Linked DNA regions of Mus musculus: regions 1, 3, 4, 5, 6 and 7 are each linked to region 2. A link is a contact called in public Hi-C, HiChIP or PLAC-seq and promoter capture Hi-C data. All regions are on one chromosome and are shown on one strand. The core of a region is the stretch at or near the end of the contact, and the rest is flanking DNA. Distances in the headings are between cores, read along the strand shown. Region 1 holds the start of Trp53inp2 (transformation related protein 53 inducible nuclear protein 2). Region 2 holds the start of Eif2s2 (eukaryotic translation initiation factor 2, subunit 2 (beta)). Region 3 overlaps Ncoa6 (nuclear receptor coactivator 6). Region 4 holds the start of Pigu (phosphatidylinositol glycan anchor biosynthesis, class U). Region 5 holds the start of 1700003F12Rik (RIKEN cDNA 1700003F12 gene). Region 6 holds the start of Snta1 (syntrophin, acidic 1). Region 7 overlaps Pigu (phosphatidylinositol glycan anchor biosynthesis, class U).

Region 1 (2,783 bases), core at 147-2,646, 490 kb before region 2:
GGAAGAACCATTCCCTTAATACTACAGAGGCTGTGCCTAGAATAGCACTGGAGGCCTAAGCCAACCCTAGCCCAGGCCATTCTTGAGCGACCCTCAACCTGGGAAGGACTCCAGATCTACTTACTTGGAAAGTAAGAGACATCCTTCTGTCACTCTGGAAGCAGCCTCAGGAAACAGCATAAGCTCTGCATCACTAATGCCAGGGAAGGGTCTGGTTCTCCCAGCTGACAGCTCTGATGGGAGGCCCACAGAGGGAACTCCCAACTCCCTCTCAACAACATCTGCCCTGGAGACACCTGGAGGCAGGCAACTAGTGACTCACCTTTCTGTGGTCAAAACAGCTGGGAGACGGCCATTTATTGGGTTTTGAAGTAGAAAGAAGGCAGAGGAGGTCAGGGCCTTGTAAGAGACCCAATTTTCAGAGACCTCCTGGGAAAATGTCCAGGATCATGAAGACTGAAGCATCCCATCAAATTGTGGTTGGTGCTGAACCCAAGATAGGGTCCTCAGTAGATGTATGTAAGCATGTAGCTTATACTTCAGCTAAGGAATCTACCACTTAGTGAGTGTGATTCTAATTGGCTGAGATCTCCAGTAAACTACGTCTCTCTGAGTCTCAGTTTCCTCTTCCGTGAAGTGGGGCTTAAGACCCTCAATATTTGTAGGCTGAAAATGACATCAACTCAGGCTCTGCACACATGTCAGGGATTAGAAGGATGTTATTATGTTAGGGGGCGGAGCCTGAAGACAGAGGGGATCCGCTACCATCTGGTAGTGTCTCCAGGACCTGGAGTCTGAAGCTCCATCTACTTACCGCCCTCTCAACTTAAATCGAGCTTTGCTGTCCTACCCTCTCTCAGGTCACAAGGAAAAAACAAATGAGAGGCCTGACCCCAGTCCCTAGATTAGCCCAGGAAACCGCCGAGTCCCTTCGGATCCCGCTTGTCTTTCAGCGTCTCTTCAACCCTCGGCCGGCTGGGCACGACATAGCGCCCACCGGGTCACCAGAGGACAAGCACCCATGCAAGCCTGGAAGGCGGGGCTGGCCTTGGTGACGTCTCAATGTCATATGCAAATAAAGCAACGTCATGGCCTACCGGCTTGGAGCAACCAATAGGGAGCCAAGAACGCAGCTCCGGCTGCCGCCGGCGGAGACAGACAAAGAACGGGAGAGGGGGGCGCAGGGCGTGTCCTGGGGGTGCCCGGAGCCCCCAGCCCGGAGGTCGGGACTCACCTGGGGCCGCTGCAGCAACCGCTGCGCTGAGGTAGTTGTGCGGCCGGGCGTCCCCGGGTCGCCGGTGCTCACAACTGGAGCCGCATACCGGGGACGGGCCGAGAGACGGCGGGGCTCCCGAACGGACGCCCGGAGCTGCTGCGGCCGCTGCGCCCGGGCTCAGGGCACAAATCCGAACGCTTCAACAGCTGATTGTGACGTCACAAAGGGGCCCGCCCGCTCGCGTCAGCGGCCGTCGGGACGGCAGCCAATCACAGGCGCCGAATGCTCTTTCCCCGCCCCTCCGCGGTTTGCCAGCGGGTGGCTGTAGCCCGGGAGCTGCTCTCGGAGCCTCTGTCTGAGTGGAGGTGACGGCCCGAATTCCCTGCCCCCAGTTACCCACAGACCTCACACTGAAAGCGACCCCCCAATTCTTCCTCAAGAATCCCACCTCGCTGCTTTTTCCGCACACATCCCTGCTCCCTCACTTGCCCCAGAGCTCCGCACATCCCTTCTCCTGCATCTTAGGTGCAGGACACCCACCCCACCCACCCCCGCCGCGCTCCATCTGTAAGTCCCTTTTACCCTCCTTGTCCTTTTACCCCACTTCTCTACACTGCCCTACTTGCCTGCTCTCCCTCCTCTATGTTTTTTGTTTTCCCCGCTCCTTTTTACGGTGGGCTTGAGCGGACCTTGCCCCTTCCGCGGTTACAAAGGAGCACCTGCGAGTGTTAGAGAATTGATGGGGCTGACAGGAAATCTGGCCAGCGTAGGACTTGGAAAGAAATTGCTCTAAGCTGAATAAACATTGACCTGGAGACAGCTCGGCTTAGAACGTTTACATACCTTATTTAGTCCACGTTGCTACCGGAACAGGTCAGGGGGGAAAGAGTGACAGACAGGGCAGGGATTGTTAGTCCTGATTTACATGTGGAGAAACTGAGATTACATGTACCTGCCTTTCATCTCACCACTTGGTAGATAGAAATGGGTTCAAGAGTTTGAAAGGCAGCTTGAGCTACAGGAGACTCCGAGGGAGGGGAGGGAAAGAAGAAGGGGCACCTACGGTTGCTTCTTCCAGACTGCCAGCTGACACTGAACACTTACCATATGCCAAGCACTGTGCTGCCTTTTAATCTTTACAATAAACCCAAAAGGTAGGTAGCATCCTCCTTTTACAGTTAAAGAAACAGACCAGGAGAATCTAAGCAACTTTCCGAGGTAATTAAGGAATAGTCCTTGGCAGAGCCAGGAGTTTAACTCACAGGTACTAGCCTTGACTCTGATCACACCCTACACCAGAGGGACTGAACTCCAGGGTTCTAAAGGGAAACCTGGCTTCCAGTCCTGTGTCTCAACCTGTGTGATTTCAAGTTAAATCCTTACTATTCTGGGCCTTAGTTTATCTGTCACGCTGCCATGGATATTCACATTTAGAACTGACAGGGTTTTCCAGACCCGTCATCCTCCAAGACTCTGCCAGGTTTGTGCTCCAGGCCCCAGCTCTTGCAATGGCCTGTGAAATACTTAGGGGATTTCCATGGCTAGAGCGTCTGGGTCTCTGGAACAG
Region 2 (2,700 bases), core at 48-2,547:
TGGGAGGAGAAGAAACTGTGGTCAAGATGTAAAGTATATTAATCAATTAATTGATTAATTTAAAAAGATAAAATCTTATGTAGTCCAGGCTGGTTATGAAATTCTGATATTCATGCCTCTACTTCTCAAGAGCTAGGATGGTAAGTGCTACCACACCCAGCTCAGACAGACCATTTTGTAATTCCAGTAGACCAAAACAAAGACAAACTCAGTAATCAGGTATGAATACAAAAATCAATCAAGAAGAACATTTTGCCAACTACAAAAATCACTAAGTACTTTCCCCATCTCTTCTAACGTGAGGGCTTTTTTTCACTAATCATAGATTAATCCTCACTTGATTCTTTTTATGCAAGAAGCATTAAAAACTTGATAATTACTCTCATCTCCTGATAGCATCTACTTACTTGAGCAGTCCCTTCAGTCACCTGAGTGGATCACCTGACGCCCCAGCTGAGCATTCTTTCAAACAGTGGGGCTTTGCAGTTCCCTGTGGTTACAAACACAGGTGTTTTTTTGTTGTTTTGTTTTTTAACTACAAGCGCATACTCCGAGGCCTTCCTAAATGGCAGCTGTATCTCCCCAGGGAAAATAGATGATACATCCAGAATTGTCTAGCAAAGACTCCATAAACAAGGAGTCATGTACCATATAAGGAAGCTTTAGTCAAAAAAGGACACATAATTAATAGTCCCAGATGATTATATCGCCTAGGACGTTGTAGTGTCTTTACTTATATGGTATGAAGTTCGTCAACAAGTTAATTACCTACTCTACACATTTCTCAACATAGCCCCTTTATTGAGCTAGTTAAGACTATTTCGAAGCTTCCTGACAGACTGTAGCTTGCTGGGCTGTTTCTCCTCAGAGGACGGCTTCGTTCCTCGGTCTAACTATGGAAAACCAGGGAAGAATCTTCTGAAGTAAAAAGCTAGAAGGTTAAACTTCTCACGAAGTGAAACGCTTCTACTGAGGTGCATTCCTCGAATACTAGACCGATTCTAGGGGAAAGCGTGAACTCAGCTCCACGGGTTCATATTAGGGTTTCCACTAAGTTAAACCTGAAAAATGGCCCCAAATTCACTTTACAAGCAACACAGCACTTTTCGAACCTCTTAGGTAACCAGCAGCACAAGAACCCGAACATCCTGACATGTTTAAAACAGTCGTGCACGCCCTCGAAACTCCCGAAGCGCACAAGCGCCGGTCTTTTCTAGCCAAACTACAAGTCCCAGTATGCCCGGCGCCGGGGAGTCGCCGAATAACTCGCGCCACGAGAAGCACGTAAGGTTGGCTTTACTGTACGCCTGCGCTTTGGCGAGCTCTGCGCAGGCGCACTTCCAACGTTTGAGAGGAGGGCGGGGTGTCGCTCCCTTTCGCTGATGCAAGAGCCTAGTGCGGTGCTGTGAGAAGTATCGGTGGGAGCTACGCTGACTCCGGGCCGTGAAGCCGACCGGTTTGACTTTTCATCCCTGCCGAACCCGCTCGAACTACAGCCATGTCCGGGGACGAGGTGAGAGGCTGAGCTGGAGTTAGGGCTAAGGACTGAGGCAGGAAGCCGAACCCACACCTGTGTGAGAAGCCGGGCCTGCGGCCTAGCTGTAGCCGGCCGCCATGTGGAGCAGCCCGGCCTAGGCGTCCCGGAGCTGTGGAGCCGGCGAGGACTCTGGATCCTCAGACTTGGTCTCCCTCGGCTCTCCTCAGGGCGGCGGCGAGGCCTGTCTCCCACGGTGATCGGCGTTTCGGAATGGAGAGCGTGTTGAGCCGTCCTCTCGGAAAGGGGTTGAATGCCGAGTTAGTTTGCCCGGCCGCCCCGGCATTCCTTTCCTCACACACATAGCCGCCTCGGCTCTCACGGCTGAGGGGTCAGGGTGCCCTGCGAGGCCCCTCTCGGTTCCGGTGGAGCACCGAGGTTAAAACTTTGTAGGCTGCCTTTTCCGGGCGGATATCTCGCTCCCGTTTCCCGCTCGAGGCCTTATTTCTTAAGACAGGAACCCAAAGAGCCAGAGGAGAAGATATTTTAAGTCTCAGGAAGTGACCACCTTTCGAGAAAAGTTTTCGGGCCCGAGTCCCAAAGTTTCCTTTACAGGCGAGGTGAGCAGGAAGGTCCGGCTGTGAAACTGACTGGGTTTGGATCTCAGAATTTTTCAAGCCCCGTCCCCCGTTTTATTGTGTCTTTTTTTTTTCTTTTAAATCTTTTTGGGTTTTGCCTTTTCCAGATTTATCCTAGTTCACATACCATTAAATGACTTTAAAGAAAAAAGAGTGGTCTTGGCTTAGATATTGCTTAGCATTGGGCCTAGAAGCCTAATCCTAGCCCCAAGGAAGTACTTTACGAAGAATTTGTGACTTACTTGACTTACAGGCCTAGGGGAGGGGTAAGAGGAATAGTTGAAGGTTCTGTGCAGAGTTGGCTTTTGAATGGGCTCTAGAAATGATCAGAATTTTCTCAACCAATGAGAAAACTGATCACAAGGCGTTTATGGTCAAGAAGGGAGAAAGTGCATAGAAAGTGAAGTATTCACTAGTTTGGTTGAAGTAGATGCTGGTTAGTTTATGGAGGACTTAGGTAACTACATTAAGGAATTAGAGATTTGTTTCATGGGAACTAGTTCTAGTTTAAGTTGGTTTCCAGGGTTCAGTAAAATAAATTCCTGTAAGTCCATTTTAGAGATGAGCCAATTGGAGCTTAGAGTTGTA
Region 3 (2,700 bases), core at 33-2,532, 510 kb before region 2:
CTTCCCCTCCTTGTACATCCTCTCCAGTTGTCGCTCCTAATCCTTCTGTCCAGCAAGTAAAAGAATTAAATCCAGATGAGGCTAGTCCTCAGACGAACACCTCAGCAGACCAGAGCACTCTGCCTCCTTCACAGCCAACCACAGTAGTTTCTCCCCTTTTGACCAATAGTCCAGGCTCCTCTGCCAATCGTCGAAGCCCAGTCTCATCCAGTAAGGGCAAAGGAAAAGTGGACAAAATTGGCCAGATTTTGCTGACCAAGGCTTGTAAGAAAGTTACAGGCTCTCTGGAGAAAGGGGAAGAACAATATGGTGCAGATGGAGAGACTGAAGGCCCAGGGCTAGAGATCACAACTCCTGGGCTAATGGGAACAGAGCAGTGCTCCACAGAGCTGGACAGTAAAACCCCAACACCCTCAGCACCCACTCTACTAAAAATGACCTCTAGCCCCATGGGCCCAAGCTCCACCTCAACAGGACCCATCTTACCTGGCGGTGCTCTTCCCACCAGTGTACGCTCAATAGTAACCACATTGGTACCCTCTGAGCTCATCTCCACAGCGCCAACCACAAAAGGCAATCATGGTGGCGTAACATCTGAGCCACTTGCAGGTGGCCTAGTGGAGGAGAAGGTGGGATCCCATCCAGAGCTTCTACCCAGCATAGGTATGTACTTGAGCTTGGCATCAGCTCCTCATGTCAGGTTTTTGCTGGCCTGTCCCACAAGAGAGAAAGCACAGCCCTTTTCTACTTAAAAGAAGAAAAATGGCAGTTGTAGATTTACTTACTGAAAGTACATTGAAAAATATGCTTTTAAATGCCATGTTCAGTTTATATTCATTAACATGGTTCTTTCCTGGCTTCTGAACTGATTCATGTTTCATTTTCATGTGTATATATGTTCCTCAGTTTTAAAAAGCATTTTCATACATACTATCTCACATCATCTTTATACCAACCATTGATATAGTCTTATTCCTTCCTGTGGGTGAAAAGATTGAAGCTCAGAAATGTCTAATATTTGTTGAGCCTATACTCTTTTATGTCTCTGGCCTGGCATCATCCCTTGAGTGTGAACAACAACTTCTTTATGCCCCTCCCATTGTACTTCTTGCCTTGTTCTCACTGTATGCTAACTCAGGGGCCTTTCTGTTTGGACTGCTCCAGAAAAGCTTACCAGAAAACCAGATTTCATGATAAGCAAAGGAAGATCTGAGTGGGGAAAAGTCAGATAGACTTGCAGTATTTGCCAGCTCAATGGGCTGGGACAAGTCTCACTTCCTCCTTTGTAATGTGGAGACAGTCATAGTCACAAGATTTCAGTGAGGTAATGAATGCTTAGCACATGCTTAGCACAGAACCTAAAATACGGTAATATGGTTTAAGTGTTATTGCCTGTTTCCTTTGGACATGGCCTCTTAGTAAACTGCATTAGTGGACATCTAGTTCAAGTTATTTCTTGTGCACTAGGTCAGTGGTTAGTACTGGAAACAGGTGTCTTTATACCTCCTTTCTCCTGTATGGCTCAAGTAGTGCAGAAGCTCCACATACCTAGAGATAAGTTAGTCATAGCTAGGGGCCTCTGCAGTATCTAAGCCAGCTAATAATACCTCTTTTATTTATGCAGCTAAAATACTTTGAGTGCCTACCAATTAGGAGGAGGAGCAGAAAGGATACCAGCTTCAGGTTATGATCAGAGTTCAAATTTTAGCTCCACTGGTTGCCAGTTACAGTCTGGTGAGTTCCTCGTACTTCACCTGTAAAGTGGAGATTATAATTTTACCACCCAGGATATGTAGGATTCAGTGAGAGAACTTGAATATCAAGTGCCAGCTTACTGCCCCAGACATAGCTCTAGAAAGGTTCCGTCCCTTCTTTCTCCCTCTTACCTAAAGAGATACAAGAAGGGGTGAAGACCTGCAAAGAGTTCAATGTCCCTACGAGAGAGAGACTTTGCTGGGGACGGCTCTGTGTTTCAAGGTTGAATTTTGTTGATGTAGGTGACTATAAGAATTAAAAAGAAAGCTGAGCATGGTGGTGCACACATGCAGCACGTGGGAGAGGAGGTAAGATGGAGAGCAGAGCCACTCTCGGCTACAGACTTGAGTTTGAGGCCAAGCTAAGCTACATGAGACCTTGTGTAAACCAGAAGGAACTGGTGTGGCTTAAGTATGTTCTCTGATGCTTGATATTTCCATTTCTGTTTCCTTCTAGGGAACTTTTTCCTTTAATACTAAGAGAATAATGATGAAATAATTAGAAAATATTTTTATTTGAATCACAATTGATAGTAGAGAAACATAAGTTTTAGGGAGATGAACCAGCAATTAAGCTACTAAGCAGAGAGAAATCTACAAAATTCAGTTTCCATCAAAGGGTAAAACTTACTGTTGTAGTTTATCAAGAATTTTAAGCTATAGTGTTAAGATGGAAGGCATACCCTTGATAGCCCTGGCATACTTAAGCCTTAAGTCTTTACTGTACAGTCCATAAAGTTGTGTTCCAGAGTGTCTCGTGTGTTCTAGTTCTAGGGTCTAAGTCTGTTCTGTCTTTCAAAGACTCATGCTGACATTTCTACCTGAAATATTCCTTTACATTTTCAGCCTAGAGTATTCTTTTCCTTTGGACTCCCATGGCACTTTATATTTTATGTGTCTCTTTCCATATGACATCATAGTGGAGTACACTGTATGTATCTGTCTT
Region 4 (2,704 bases), core at 198-2,697, 460 kb before region 2:
TCTTCTCCTCCTTGGCCCACACTCAGTTTTTCGCTGATCCTCTTATCCTTTTGGTTGTGAGCCTAGCCTTTGAGGGCTGAGCCTTCTCTCCGGCTGTCTTTCCTGATTCTCATTTATATTTGTTGTTTCCTGACTCCGAGGCTGTCCCCTCTGCTTGGAAACCATGAGAAGGCATCCTGCCGTTCTCATCTAAAATGTCACCCTGTTCTGTCACCAGCATTCCTCCCTTCCCCATGGATATTCTCAATTATGCATTTTATTTTATTTTATTTTATTTTTCTAAAAATATAGTTTTTCCTTTTTAACTGGGGTACAGTATGATAACCCAATACAGTATACAAGTAATCATAGGGTAACTGACATATGACTTCAAACATTACTGTGCTAGGAAAAATCAAAAACCTCTACTCCCTATTTTGAAGTATTCAATACTTTTTGTTAACCATGGTCATACAATCGATGCACTGTTCCATTTTCTTCATGGATATAAAAATTTCTTGCATAATTAATTATTATAGCTAATTTTAAAGCACCCATGTAGCACTTTTCATACATAACGACTGTTGGCGCTTATCAACGGGCTCTGTTGGCGCTTATCAACGGGCTCTCCAAACCCCTGACTTGTTATGTTTGCTTATCTCTGAGCTGTACACACTCCCACCTGGAGGGATTTCAAGCTACCAACCTGAACTGAGAAAAGCAAAACTGCATCCTACACAGAATTTGCTGCAGTACATGTCCTGGTTATTATTCTCAACTTCACACAATCTAAGGTCATTTTGGAAGAGGAAACCTCAGTTGAAAAATTGCCTTCCATCAGATTGGTCTGTGAGAAATTGTCTTGATTTTGAAAAATTGATTGATGTGAGAGGGCCCAGTTCATTGTCGGAGGAGGAAGCATCCCTGGGCAGGTGTGCTGGTGTTGTGCATGAAAGCTGTTTGAGCATGAGCAGAAGAGAAAGTCTATAAAAGCAGGGTTCTTCCGCGGTTTTAGCCTCAAGCTCCTGCCTTGAGTTCCTGCTCTGACTCCCTCGGTTAAATAACTTGCTGAAGGTCGCAAAGCTAATAATTAACCACTCCAAAGTGTTTCCTCGCCACACAATATAGTGCCTTGAGGATGGTTGGCGCTCAGTAAATACGAGTGTCGCACTTTTTAAAAATATAAAGGTAAACATTTTAACATTAAAATATTCACACGAGTGAAATTATTTCTTTAAATTTTGCTCACGATCTCAGTAAAATAGGTACAATATTTCTTCACTTCTCTTGCTTGATCAGAGGCGTAGTCCAAACCTTTGCAAAAAGTTTGACACATCCCACTTTCCGTCGACTCGCCGCAGGGCTTTCTGGGAATGGTAGTCCTAAAGTCTGTGTGCTCCAGCAACAGCCACGGCACTCGTTCCACGGAGGTACTACAGTGTGGCGCGCAAGTCTTGAGGCTCTTCCGCATTGCCTGCGCGCCCGCCTCAGTTATCATGGCGGCTCCCTTGGCCCTGGTGCTTGTGGTGGCCGTGACCGTGAGGGCGGCCTTGTTTCGCTCCAGTTTGGCCGAGTTCATTTCCGAGAGGGTGGAGGTGGTGTCCCCACTGAGCTCTTGGAAGAGAGGTGAGGCCACTGACTAGAGTAGGGCGGTCGGCGCTCTGCCAGCCTGTGAATTGAATTGGAGGTGGAGGAGGTGGACACAAGCGCACGGTTCTGTGGAGACTGACCCGCGTCTGGGGGTTCTTTTCGAGCTGAGGGCGGAGCTTTGGTGTGGAGGATGGGGTGTGGAGGAGATGTGGAGTGTGAGCCCCACTACCCTAGGGATGGGTATCCGAGGGGGCGTGTCCCAGTATCCCGAGTCAGGCGGCGGGATCCGCGGAAGGATGGATATCCGAGGGTGATGTGTGCATTGGGACTTGTGAAGTGTTAGCTTTTGACAGTGAGATTGCTGGGGGTGTTCCACCGAGTAGCAGATAGCCGAGCCGGTGACCAGGACCAAGGTAACCAGTGCCTTTGTAAGAAAGGCAGCTGTGTACTTCAGTCACCTATGCCCAATCTAGGATTCCTCGTGAAGTTTTTCTTAGTTTGCTTTTTAAATATATGTATGTATGTGTGTGTGTGTGTGTGTGTGTGTGTGTATTAAACCCTATTGCATACTATCGCCTCCAAGAAGACAGAGATTGAGCTGAAGGAGCCACAGGACAGTAGAGGAGACGAACAAGTTTCTATAGTCACTTCCTTAGTGTCTGACCCTGAGTAAACTGCCTTCCCTTTTCCGGAATGAATGAATGAAGGACCAGGTTTGGGAAAAGATTAGAAAAAAGAGGACTTTAAGGTTGCAAAGGATCAAGAAATACCCGAGGTTGTGAAATATTCAGAGCAGAAAAAGATGTGGGTTAGGTTGGGGCTACAGTTTGATTTATTTATTTATTTATTTATTTATTTATTGTCATTATTACTTGTGTGTGTATGGGCGGGGGTTGTGTGTGCTTGTGGTGTGTGTTCAGAAGCCAAAGGAGGATGTCTGGTGTCTTTCTGTATTACTCTACCCTTTATTTCCTAAGATGGGGTCTACTTGAACTTGAAGCTATTTCAATTGGGCTGTATGCCCCCACCCCCGGGGGTTTCTGCCGGTCTCCACTCCTACAATCCTCCCAATGCTGGAGTTACAGGCATCTCAGGCAATGGTTATTTTGGGTCTTTTGACAGGGGTGCTGGGAAT
Region 5 (2,700 bases), core at 35-2,534, 340 kb after region 2:
TTCCTAGCGTTGCTCAAGTCCACCTTCAGTCTACGGATTTGGCATGAGCTGACCTTTGTGCTACGAAAAGTAAAAGGCAGCCCTAGCTCCAGGTCGTGTTGGTGACTGTTCTAACTCCTACTCGCTCGGGGCCTCAGTTTTGACCAGGTGACCGACAGCAGGCACAGAAGTGGCAGACACAGGGTTTGCTATGTGCTCTTTATTGAGCAGAGTCCTGGCGCTAGGGGTCGTGCCAGGCACTCAGGGCCGCGGGCGAGGGCAGCGGCGCCGCTTGCGCGGCTGCTCCTCGCGGGGGTCGCCTTCACCACAGGCATCGCGTTGGGTCAGCACGTGCGCATACAGCGGCTGCCAGCACTGCGGGACCTTGGCCCCGCCCCCCGGCCTGCCTCCCACTCGACGCCCCTCCTCCTGCAGCCGTGCGTCCAGCTGCAGCAGCAGCACCAGGATCCTTTTCATCTCCCGAGCGCGCGCGCCTTCGCGCCTGTCCACGCCGTCGCCAGCCCCACGTAGCATAGGCGCCACCGCTGGGAAGCACGTTGGGGCGCCGAGCGGGTCCTCAGTTGGCCGCACCGGCCTCACAAATGGGCCCGCCGCTGCCTCGGCCAGCTGCTGCCGCTTGTCCAGCGGGAAAAGCAGCACGATCTTGGTCTGGGGGTGGGCGGGTGTGAAGGGAAGAACATGCCCTCGTGGGGCCTGAGGCTTCTTCCGTGCCCGACCCAACCTCCGGAGCCCCACTGTGCCCCGTACCCTGAGACCCTGCCTCCCCACAGGAACCCATTGACCACTGCATACTTTCCCAGCCTTGATGCGGGGGTTCTCACCCACACGGGCAGGGTCAGGAGCCTCTCGCCACTGAAAGAAAGGGAAAGTGGCGTGTTGCGAGGCCATGGGCTGGAGAGAGGGTGTAAAGGTATTTCAGGTCTGTGGTCCCAGAGACACTATACCTGATCCCTGGTTGAGAGAGCACTCTTCCTCCTCCCCCCCTCCCCCCAGCCATTGCTTCTAGAATCCCTATACTACTACTACCTATATGGGCTCCAGAGATCCTGTTCTCTCTAGAGAGTCTCTAACCCCTCATGCTCCTGGCACCCAGCGTCCCTTCTAGCCTCTCCATACTCACACTTGGCTTCTTCCTCTTGAGATGGCTGAAGAACTGCTTGTGACGGGCTTTGTCCATGTCAGGTGGCCTGTCCTTGTTGGCCTGATTGGGTGCTTTGGTCCTCTTGTGGGAACTGCTGTTTCCCATGATAGGACTGGTCACAGGACTGGTCACTAGAGGCCACTGCCCATGCTGCCTCGGCCCTGCCCTCTAACCAGGGGCCCCAGTTTGGCCCCGCCCATCAGGGTAACTGTATTGTGAGCTCACAAGTGACCTCACCACACCAAAACTCTGCTCCTCCCCTGTAACTCCCAGGGGAATCTGGCCACTGCTCCACTGTCTATGACCTCTTCTGGTCTTAGCTTCCCAGCTGCAAAACAGGGCTAGTGCTTTAACAAAGCAATACTTATAAGGTGCTTAAGGGTGAGTAGAGGGGGACTTCTATGGCTTTGATTTGAATCCTGGCCTGCCACTAATTAGCTGCTTAACTTTGGCTCAGATTCAACCTCTCAAGGCCCCAGATACAAAATGGAGTCAATTATGGTTACTGAAAATTGTTAAGATGGTTAAAAACAATTCTTGGGATGAGTCTGGTATGAGGAAGTTGGTTCTGCCAAGCAGGTTTGGTTGCAAACAGTAGAAAATCGATCTTATACCTCCAAAGGAAAACTACCAAAAAGATGTCATGGAAACAGAACCCACAGACTTAGAGCAGGACTCGGGCACTACTCTATCCCATTTGTTATAAGCATGGTCCAGAAGCTACCATCTTAGTTTAACCAAGGCAGATCATACATCAAAAATGAAACCCATTAAGGCCAGTTTTACACATGGTACAAAATGATGTGTGATATGACCCCGTACTGGCTGACATTTGCTTGTTCTTTCATTATTCCACTCAACAATCCATTTAACAGACATTTACTGCATTTTGTTGGAAGCTACATATATATATATAGGTCTCTATTAGAGGCCTCACTAGCTGTTGCAGAAGCGAGCATGAGCCTTTTTTTTTTTTTTTTTTTTTTTTTTGTCTTTTCGAGACAGGGTTTCTCTGTGTAGCCCTGGCAGTCCTGGAACTCACTTTGTAGACCAGGCTGGCCTCGAACTCAGAAATCCACCTGCCTCTGCCTCCCGAGTGCTGGGATTAAAGGCGTGCGCCACCACGTCCGGCTCAGCCTTAACTTTGAAGAGGAATTGAGATCCAGGAGAACCCAGTGTCCCAGGAGGGTATGATCCTGTGAACCAGCCTCATATGCAAGGATGAACAAAGTCCATCTGCACTGGGAAAAGGGGCCTTAGAAGCTGGGCAGAGTGGTTCCCATCTTTAATTCATTCTAGCACTGGGGAGGCATATACAGGAGGATCCCAAGTCAAGGCAAGTCTGGGCTAGAAATTAAGACCCTGTCTGGAGACAAAGATGGGAAGTGAGTGGTAACTAGCTTGTGCTGGCCTGCATGCTCTGTCCACTTCCATTGCTGCTCTCATGAGCAAGGTAAGCTCCCTGTTATCTTGCCCTGCACATAGGAGTATGAACAGGCCTCCAAGGTGGACCAGTTTGTCACACGATTTCTGCTGCGGGAGACTGTCAATCAGCTACA
Region 6 (2,700 bases), core at 65-2,564, 480 kb after region 2:
GAGTGAAATTATCTCCTGTTGCTATGCATGCAGGGCAAGGGAGTAGGAGGGATGTGAGCCTGGAAGCCAGAAAGACCCAGGTTAGAAGAGAGGTCTGCTTTTAGTACTCATGTGTCTCAGTTATGCAGGGTTTACCCAAGGCACAAATGATAGCATAGATCAGCCAGCTCATGTGTCATGCAAACACAGAATAAGTGACATACATGTATTGCATATATATATATATATATATATATATATATATATATATATAAAATCATATGTCATTTTATTTATTTTCACTATTTTTGTGTGCATGGGTGTACTTGTTTGCAATGTGAATACAGGTTCCCAAGGAAACTAGTGGTGTCAGATCTCCATGGAGCTGGAGTTACAAGTGGTTGTGAGCTGCCCAATGTGCATGCTGTGAATTTTACTCTGCTCCACTGTAAGAGCAGCCCATGCTCTCTCTCTCTTTCTCTCTCTCTCTTCTGGTTTTTTGAGACAGGGTTTCTCTGTGTAGCCCTGGCTGTCCCGAAACTCACTCTGTAGACCAGGCTGGCCTCAAACTCAGAAATCCGCCTGCCTCTGCCTCCCAAGTGCTGGGATTAAAGGCGTGTACCACCACGCCCGGCTTTTTTTTTTTTTTTTTTTTTTTTCAGCCCATGCTCTTAACCGCTGAGCCTTCTATCTCTTTATGTCTTTTCACTTTTATTTTTATTTTTTAAAGGCAGGGTCTCATGTAGCCTAGACTGGACTCAAACTTGCAGACCCTTCAGCCTCTACCTTCAAGTGATGGGACCAAACCCTCAAAGGAGTGGCATTTCTCCTCCTGGTGGGTGGGTAGGCTTACCTCTTTAGAGGCTGCACCCTTAAGCTGAGTCAGGCCCACAGACTGTTACTGGTACCCTCTCCCCATGGCTCACAAAACGTGAGAAACCATCTTCCTTAGCTCGTTTGCCAGTTAACTCTGTCTGCAAAGTCCCTGGAGCCTATGGTCCTGACACAGGCAGCCCTACCCCAGGATCCTTGATTCTTTTTCTTGTCCTTCAGCTTCCACGAGCTACGGTCCAATCCTCGACGGCGCACAGAACTGGATCCTTGTGTTGCCCCATCCATAGAATCCGGCCCCTTTATGTTCCGCAGAGCGCCCCACCCTCAACCTCCTCTAACTGTGGCCGTGAGGGAACGCGGTTCTGACCCACTCCCAAGTGATCCCGCTGCACATCTTTAGTTTACCGGGTAGCGTCTCTTCAGTCACTCCCGGGGCCCCGCCCCCGTTAGCCCCGCCCCCGACAGCCTGTCCTCCGAAGCTCCGCCCCCGAGGCCGGGGTAGGGTGGCGACTGGCTCTGCTGCCCCGCCGCCCTCTGCCCTGGGCGCTGGGTCGGAGCGGGCCGGGTACGGCGGGACCGGGCGAGCGCAGTGTACTGGGACTTCGAGGCGAAGATGGCGTCAGGCAGGCGCGCTCCGCGCACCGGGTTGCTGGAACTGCGCTGCGGGGCGGGCTCCGGGGCGGGTGGCGAGCGGTGGCAGCGGGTGTTGCTCTCTCTGGCGGAGGACGCGCTGACCGTGAGTCCCGCCGACGGCGAGCCCGGCCCGGAGCCGGAGCCCGCGCAGCTCAACGGCGCCGCTGAGCCCGGCGCGGCGCCCCCACAGCTGCCAGAAGCGCTGCTGCTCCAGCGGCGCCGCGTGACGGTGCGCAAGGCCGACGCCGGCGGGCTGGGCATCAGCATCAAGGGTAGGTGTGGGGCACCCAGGGCACGGGGTCGTGTTGTCTGTGCTGCTGCGGAGCGCTCAGGGGTCATGGGGGCTGGTAAACGAAAACCTGTCTAGGGCGGAAAGGAGTCTCCGGGGGAGGAAGGAACAGAGTGAGGGAAGAGCACCAAGGTCGGAAGGGGCTTGGGGAGTTCAGGTGACTCAGAAGACACAAGTGTGGAAGGATGGGGGGGCGCACCAAGGACATTGGTGCTTAGTTCTGTTTTGAAGCAAAATGGTAGCTATGGGTACCAAGGGCAGGAGGGTCCCCGGGAAGACTGACAGGGGCGGGGGCGGCGGTGAAAGGAAAGGGACTTGAGGCCTGGGACACTGCTAGAACAAGAAGGAGGTGGAAGTCATGAGACACAACCTAGGCAGACTGGTAAAGGCCTGGAGTCTGGGAGCCCAATGTGGGTGCCAGAGATGGGTAGGAGGCACAGGCATTAGCAGAGAAGGGGCCAGTAAGGACCTAGACATCTTGGGCTTCAGAGGCTGTTTGCCTATGCTGGGAGTCCTGATGGCTAGGGTTGAGTCTCCTCATCTGCCCATTTGTACATGAACAGGTACATGGAGAGAGTGAACCCAGAGTTGCCATTCCTTCCTGAGAATTCTTAGTTTCCAAGACTGACAAGTGTTTGGCATGATCTCAATCTCATGTATGCCAGGCTAGACACATGGTCACTATGTAGCAGAGGAGAACACTGAATATAATCTTCCTATTTCCACCTCCAGAGTGTTGGGATTACTGGGCTCTGCTGCTAAAATAGGTTTATGTTGTGCTGGGGATCAAGCCTAGAGCTTTATAGATGCCAAGCAAGCACTTTACCGACTGACTCCTTCCCTAACTCATTTAGGCTGCCATTGGAGTTCTAGAACTGTGAACTTCCACAAGTCACTTCCCATTTCTGAGTCTGTTTTGGTAACTTTACAATGAGGATGTTTCTGAGAGCAGGGCTTGCCGGCAT
Region 7 (2,700 bases), core at 111-2,610, 400 kb before region 2:
TTTACTGGGCACCCATTGCTGGTAGCACCGAGAAAGAGGAGGCCACTGAAGCATGCATGTGCCTCTGTGCCTCCTGGTCCTGTGGTCAGTGACAAAGAACAATCGCTTAGAGCATGTGACTGTGTTCCTGACTGCTGTTGGTCATTTTGTCTTTGCATCAGCTTTGGAGGTAAGTATTTCCTTATACAGATGAGAAAACTGAGGTACAAAAAGATAGAGCCACTTGTTCAAGGTCCTGTGACTGCTAAATAGAAAGACTAGGAATTGGAGCCTAGCTCTCTAGGCCTTGCCCAGTGCTGTCCAACCTCGCTGTTTGTAATGATGACCGTGTCTAGTCTGTATTCTAATAGAGTGGCTACTAATATTATACAGAAACTAAGTTTTTTCTTTCTTTTCTCCTCTATTTCCAGCTTTGTGGCATAGGGTTTCATATTGCCCAAACTGGCCTTAAGCTCACTGTATAGCTGAAGATTACCTTGAACTCCTGATCCTTCTGCCTTCACCTCTCAGATCCAGGTTTACTGGTGTATACTGTCATGGACAGATTTTTTTCCATTAGTTTATTTGTTTGTTTGTTTGAGACAGATCCTAGACTGTAGCCAAGGCTATCCTGAAACTCACTATATAGCCTAGGCTGTCCTAAAATTAGAAGAAGTCATCCTATCTTAACTTCCTGAATACTGAGACTACAAAGAAGAGCCATGGTGTCAGTAGAAACTGAAATTCTTGTTTAAAATTAAATGTATGAAGCTACATGTGACCAAGCTTCTTATTGGACAGTGGTCAAGCTTCTTATTGAACAAGTGCAACTGTAGCCTTTGGCTATGAACATAGGACTTCCTGCTTCCTATAAAGACCCTTCTCAATTCTACCCATTTCTCCCGAGGCTCCTGTAGGGTAAGATATCCTTACACCCAACATGGATTCTAACACAAAAGAATCAGCAAATGACAGGGCAGTGTGGCACACAACTTTAATGCTAGTACTTGGGAGGCAGAGGCAGGAGGATCTCTGAGTTTGAGGCCAGCCTGTTCAGCATAGTGAAGCCAAGACTACACAGAGAAACCTTGTCTTGAAAAACAACAACAATCGAAAAAGGGGGGAAAAGAGTCTGCAAATGTATGTAGAAGGCTGCTGAAGCCTCCCCTCCCCGTGAGGGAAGCAGAGCCCAGGTACCTTCCTGGTTCTCTCAAGGAGCTGCGATATGCAGCCAAGCGTCAGAAGCGAACTCCTAGAGCAAGCTGCCCAAGAAGTTAGTTCCTGTTGTTTTGTCTGGGTGTCAAGCAGGAAGTGAAACTGACCAGCTGTGAGTAGGAAACCTACCTGTGAGTGTAGCCCCGGAGTGAAGGTAAACAGTGAAGTGGGCAGACCACGCCCAGGCCAGGTGTGTCTCTCAGGCCTGGTTAGAATGGTGACCAATCTGAGCTGACTGAGAGGAGGTGGCATCTTCTGCTTGTGACATCCTCATTTCACAGATAAGAATCACCCAGTGATGAATCACAGGCAATTGGAATATATAGACATGCCTTGGTCTGTGGGAGGGTAGGGCTTCAGGCACTGGTCTTTCCCTGTCCCAACCAGGTTGTTTTCGTTAGCTGTCCGTCCTAAAGAGGGCATTGCCCTTCCTCAGAGGCGTTGTGTAGCATTCTCACGTTGCTGAATTCAGTTTGTAGACAGACAGACTACAGCTTGAGTCTACACTCTGCCTTTCCCAGGCAGCTTCTTTAGCCTTTCTGCGCCTCTGAGTTTTCCTTTTCCGTCCATGAGATGAAGAGAGTAAGTGGAGCTTTCTGGCATGGATCTATAACCCTAACACTTAAGAGGCTGAAGCGGGAGGATAGCAAGTTTGAGGTTAGCCAAGGCTACAAAAGGGAATTCCAGGCCATATGAGACCTGACTCAAAAAAAAAAAAAGTATTTTTCATGGATTTTTTTGGGGGTGTTTTTGTTTTTTGGGTTTTTTTGTTTGTTTGGTTGGTTGGTTGGTTTGGTTTTTCGAGACAGAGTTTCTCTGTGTATCCCTGGCTGTCCTGGAACTCGCTCTGTAGACCAGGCTGCCTCCCAAGTGCTGGGGTTAAAGGCGTGCACCACCACTGCACGGCATGGATATTTTTTTAAGTTTGAAAAAAGAAAATATGTTAATGGCACTGCAGTTATCATCAGTGATAATTAACCAGGGTATCCCCTGCATATTTCCACCATCAAAGCTGCCGGTATAGCAGCCAGGGACATTGAAATAAATATTTTTAAAACTTGAAATAAATTATTTTATGCCCACAGAGATGATGGGGCAGAGAAAGAGGAAATTTCCAGAAACCTAGATGATCTTATAGGCTCTACTAAGTAGAGAGAGGCATCAAGTGGTTGTGCAAGGACTTCATAGACACAGCATATCCTAAGTTCCTGCAGAGCATAGTAGTCAGCATGCTTTGTGCTGTGTGCACTGTCCAGGGACTCCTAATGTTTGGAGCATCTGTTTGGGATTTGTCCTCTCACTAAGTGACTTTAGCTCTGGCCTTGGGACCCTGAGTAGACATTTTGTGAAGTCTTTTGTTCTAGTTGAATATAGTTAATATTGTAGAATGTCCCATTGAAATACTAGCTGCTAGTATTGATCTCCCAGGTCCCACCTTACCTATTTTCTTGCATTGGCCAGTGGAAGAGAAAAGAAGAATAGGCCCTGCTCTGGACATGTCTTTAA

The links. Promoter capture Hi-C pulls out the DNA fragments that hold promoters and counts their contacts. Hi-C and Micro-C count contacts between places; a contact is called where the count stands out from the background. HiChIP or PLAC-seq counts read pairs in DNA pulled down with a chosen protein or histone mark. Capture Hi-C pulls out chosen DNA fragments and counts their contacts.
Region 1: a contact with region 2 is called in a Hi-C map of Sertoli cells, with 2.7 times the contacts expected there. The contact joins the promoter of Trp53inp2 here to the promoter of Eif2s2 in region 2. A contact is called at or near these places in 11 of 39 promoter capture datasets (the 3T3-L1 cell line, the C10 cell line, the HPC-7 cell line and 7 more), 1 of 484 Hi-C or Micro-C datasets (Sertoli cells), 3 of 115 datasets of contacts at active chromatin or transcription factors (extraembryonic endoderm stem cells, large pre-B cells and pro-B cells) and 1 of 9 other capture datasets (liver).
Region 3: a contact with region 2 is called in an H3K4me3 HiChIP or PLAC-seq map of pro-B cells, with 4 times the contacts expected there. The contact joins the enhancer-like site here to the promoter of Eif2s2 in region 2. A contact is called at or near these places in 9 of 39 promoter capture datasets (the 3T3-L1 cell line, the C10 cell line, the HPC-7 cell line and 6 more), 1 of 115 datasets of contacts at active chromatin or transcription factors (pro-B cells) and 1 of 9 other capture datasets (embryonic stem cells).
Region 4: a Hi-C map of B cells shows a contact between it and region 2, with 11 read pairs. The contact joins the promoter of Pigu here to the promoter of Eif2s2 in region 2. A contact is called at or near these places in 5 of 39 promoter capture datasets (the HPC-7 cell line, hippocampal neurons, maxillary cranial neural crest and 2 more), 2 of 484 Hi-C or Micro-C datasets (B cells and CD4 T cells), 3 of 115 datasets of contacts at active chromatin or transcription factors (astrocytes, large pre-B cells and memory CD8 T cells) and 2 of 9 other capture datasets (adipose tissue and liver).
Region 5: a contact with region 2 is called in a promoter capture Hi-C map of adipose tissue. The contact joins the promoter of 1700003F12Rik here to the promoter of Eif2s2 in region 2. A contact is called at or near these places in 3 of 39 promoter capture datasets (liver, neutrophils and pre-B cells), 3 of 115 datasets of contacts at active chromatin or transcription factors (embryonic stem cells, forebrain and microglia) and 2 of 9 other capture datasets (adipose tissue and macrophages).
Region 6: an H3K4me3 HiChIP or PLAC-seq map of neural tube shows a contact between it and region 2, with 5 times the contacts expected there. The contact joins the promoter of Snta1 here to the promoter of Eif2s2 in region 2. A contact is called at or near these places in 4 of 39 promoter capture datasets (the 3T3-L1 cell line, hippocampal neurons, liver and 1 more), 5 of 115 datasets of contacts at active chromatin or transcription factors (bone marrow-derived macrophages, craniofacial prominence, embryonic limb bud and 2 more) and 1 of 9 other capture datasets (liver).
Region 7: a contact with region 2 is called in a promoter capture Hi-C map of the C10 cell line, with 3 times the contacts expected there. The contact joins the enhancer-like site here to the promoter of Eif2s2 in region 2. A contact is called at or near these places in 4 of 39 promoter capture datasets (the C10 cell line, hippocampal neurons, pre-B cells and 1 more).

What each region holds. Positions count from the first base shown.
Region 1 is chr2:155,380,469-155,383,251 of GRCm38.p6, reverse strand. It overlaps Trp53inp2 (transformation related protein 53 inducible nuclear protein 2), which reads right to left and starts at 1,396. Exons shown (of 4, transcript NM_178111.3): 1 at 1,235-1,396.
Region 2 is chr2:154,891,503-154,894,202 of GRCm38.p6, reverse strand. Eif2s2 (eukaryotic translation initiation factor 2, subunit 2 (beta)) reads left to right here and starts at 1,297. Exons shown (of 9, transcript NM_026030.2): 1 at 1,297-1,513. The coding sequence starts at 1,499.
Region 3 is chr2:155,403,438-155,406,137 of GRCm38.p6, reverse strand. Ncoa6 (nuclear receptor coactivator 6) reads left to right here. Exons shown (of 14, transcript NM_019825.3): 10 at 1-663. Among named protein-coding and RNA genes, the nearest start is that of Trp53inp2, 23 kb to the right of the region's middle. Within about 2 kb of position 1,282, at least 68 of the 459 cell types and tissues checked have an H3K27ac peak or open chromatin away from gene starts, as enhancers often do. A contact at or near this core is called in the HPC-7 cell line, hematopoietic stem and progenitor cells and pro-B cells, where this site is marked.
Region 4 is chr2:155,356,167-155,358,870 of GRCm38.p6, reverse strand. It overlaps Pigu (phosphatidylinositol glycan anchor biosynthesis, class U), which reads left to right and starts at 1,447. Exons shown (of 12, transcript NM_001004721.1): 1 at 1,447-1,605. The coding sequence starts at 1,476. It overlaps Mir695 (microRNA 695), which reads right to left and starts at 2,054; the gene lies at 1,946-2,054.
Region 5 is chr2:154,547,488-154,550,187 of GRCm38.p6, reverse strand. It overlaps 1700003F12Rik (RIKEN cDNA 1700003F12 gene), which reads right to left and starts at 1,284. Exons shown (of 3, transcript NM_029305.2): 1 at 1,121-1,284; 2 at 793-852; 3 at 138-648. The coding sequence starts at 1,246. The coding sequence ends at 241. Necab3 (N-terminal EF-hand calcium binding protein 3) reads left to right here. Exons shown (of 13, transcript NM_021546.3): 6 at 2,627-2,700.
Region 6 is chr2:154,406,698-154,409,397 of GRCm38.p6, reverse strand. It overlaps Snta1 (syntrophin, acidic 1), which reads left to right and starts at 1,314. Exons shown (of 8, transcript NM_009228.2): 1 at 1,314-1,718. The coding sequence starts at 1,427.
Region 7 is chr2:155,294,296-155,296,995 of GRCm38.p6, reverse strand. All of the region lies in intron 10 of Pigu (phosphatidylinositol glycan anchor biosynthesis, class U), which reads left to right. Among named protein-coding and RNA genes, the nearest start is that of Map1lc3a, 19 kb to the right of the region's middle. Within about 2 kb of position 1,360, at least 71 of the 459 cell types and tissues checked have an H3K27ac peak or open chromatin away from gene starts, as enhancers often do.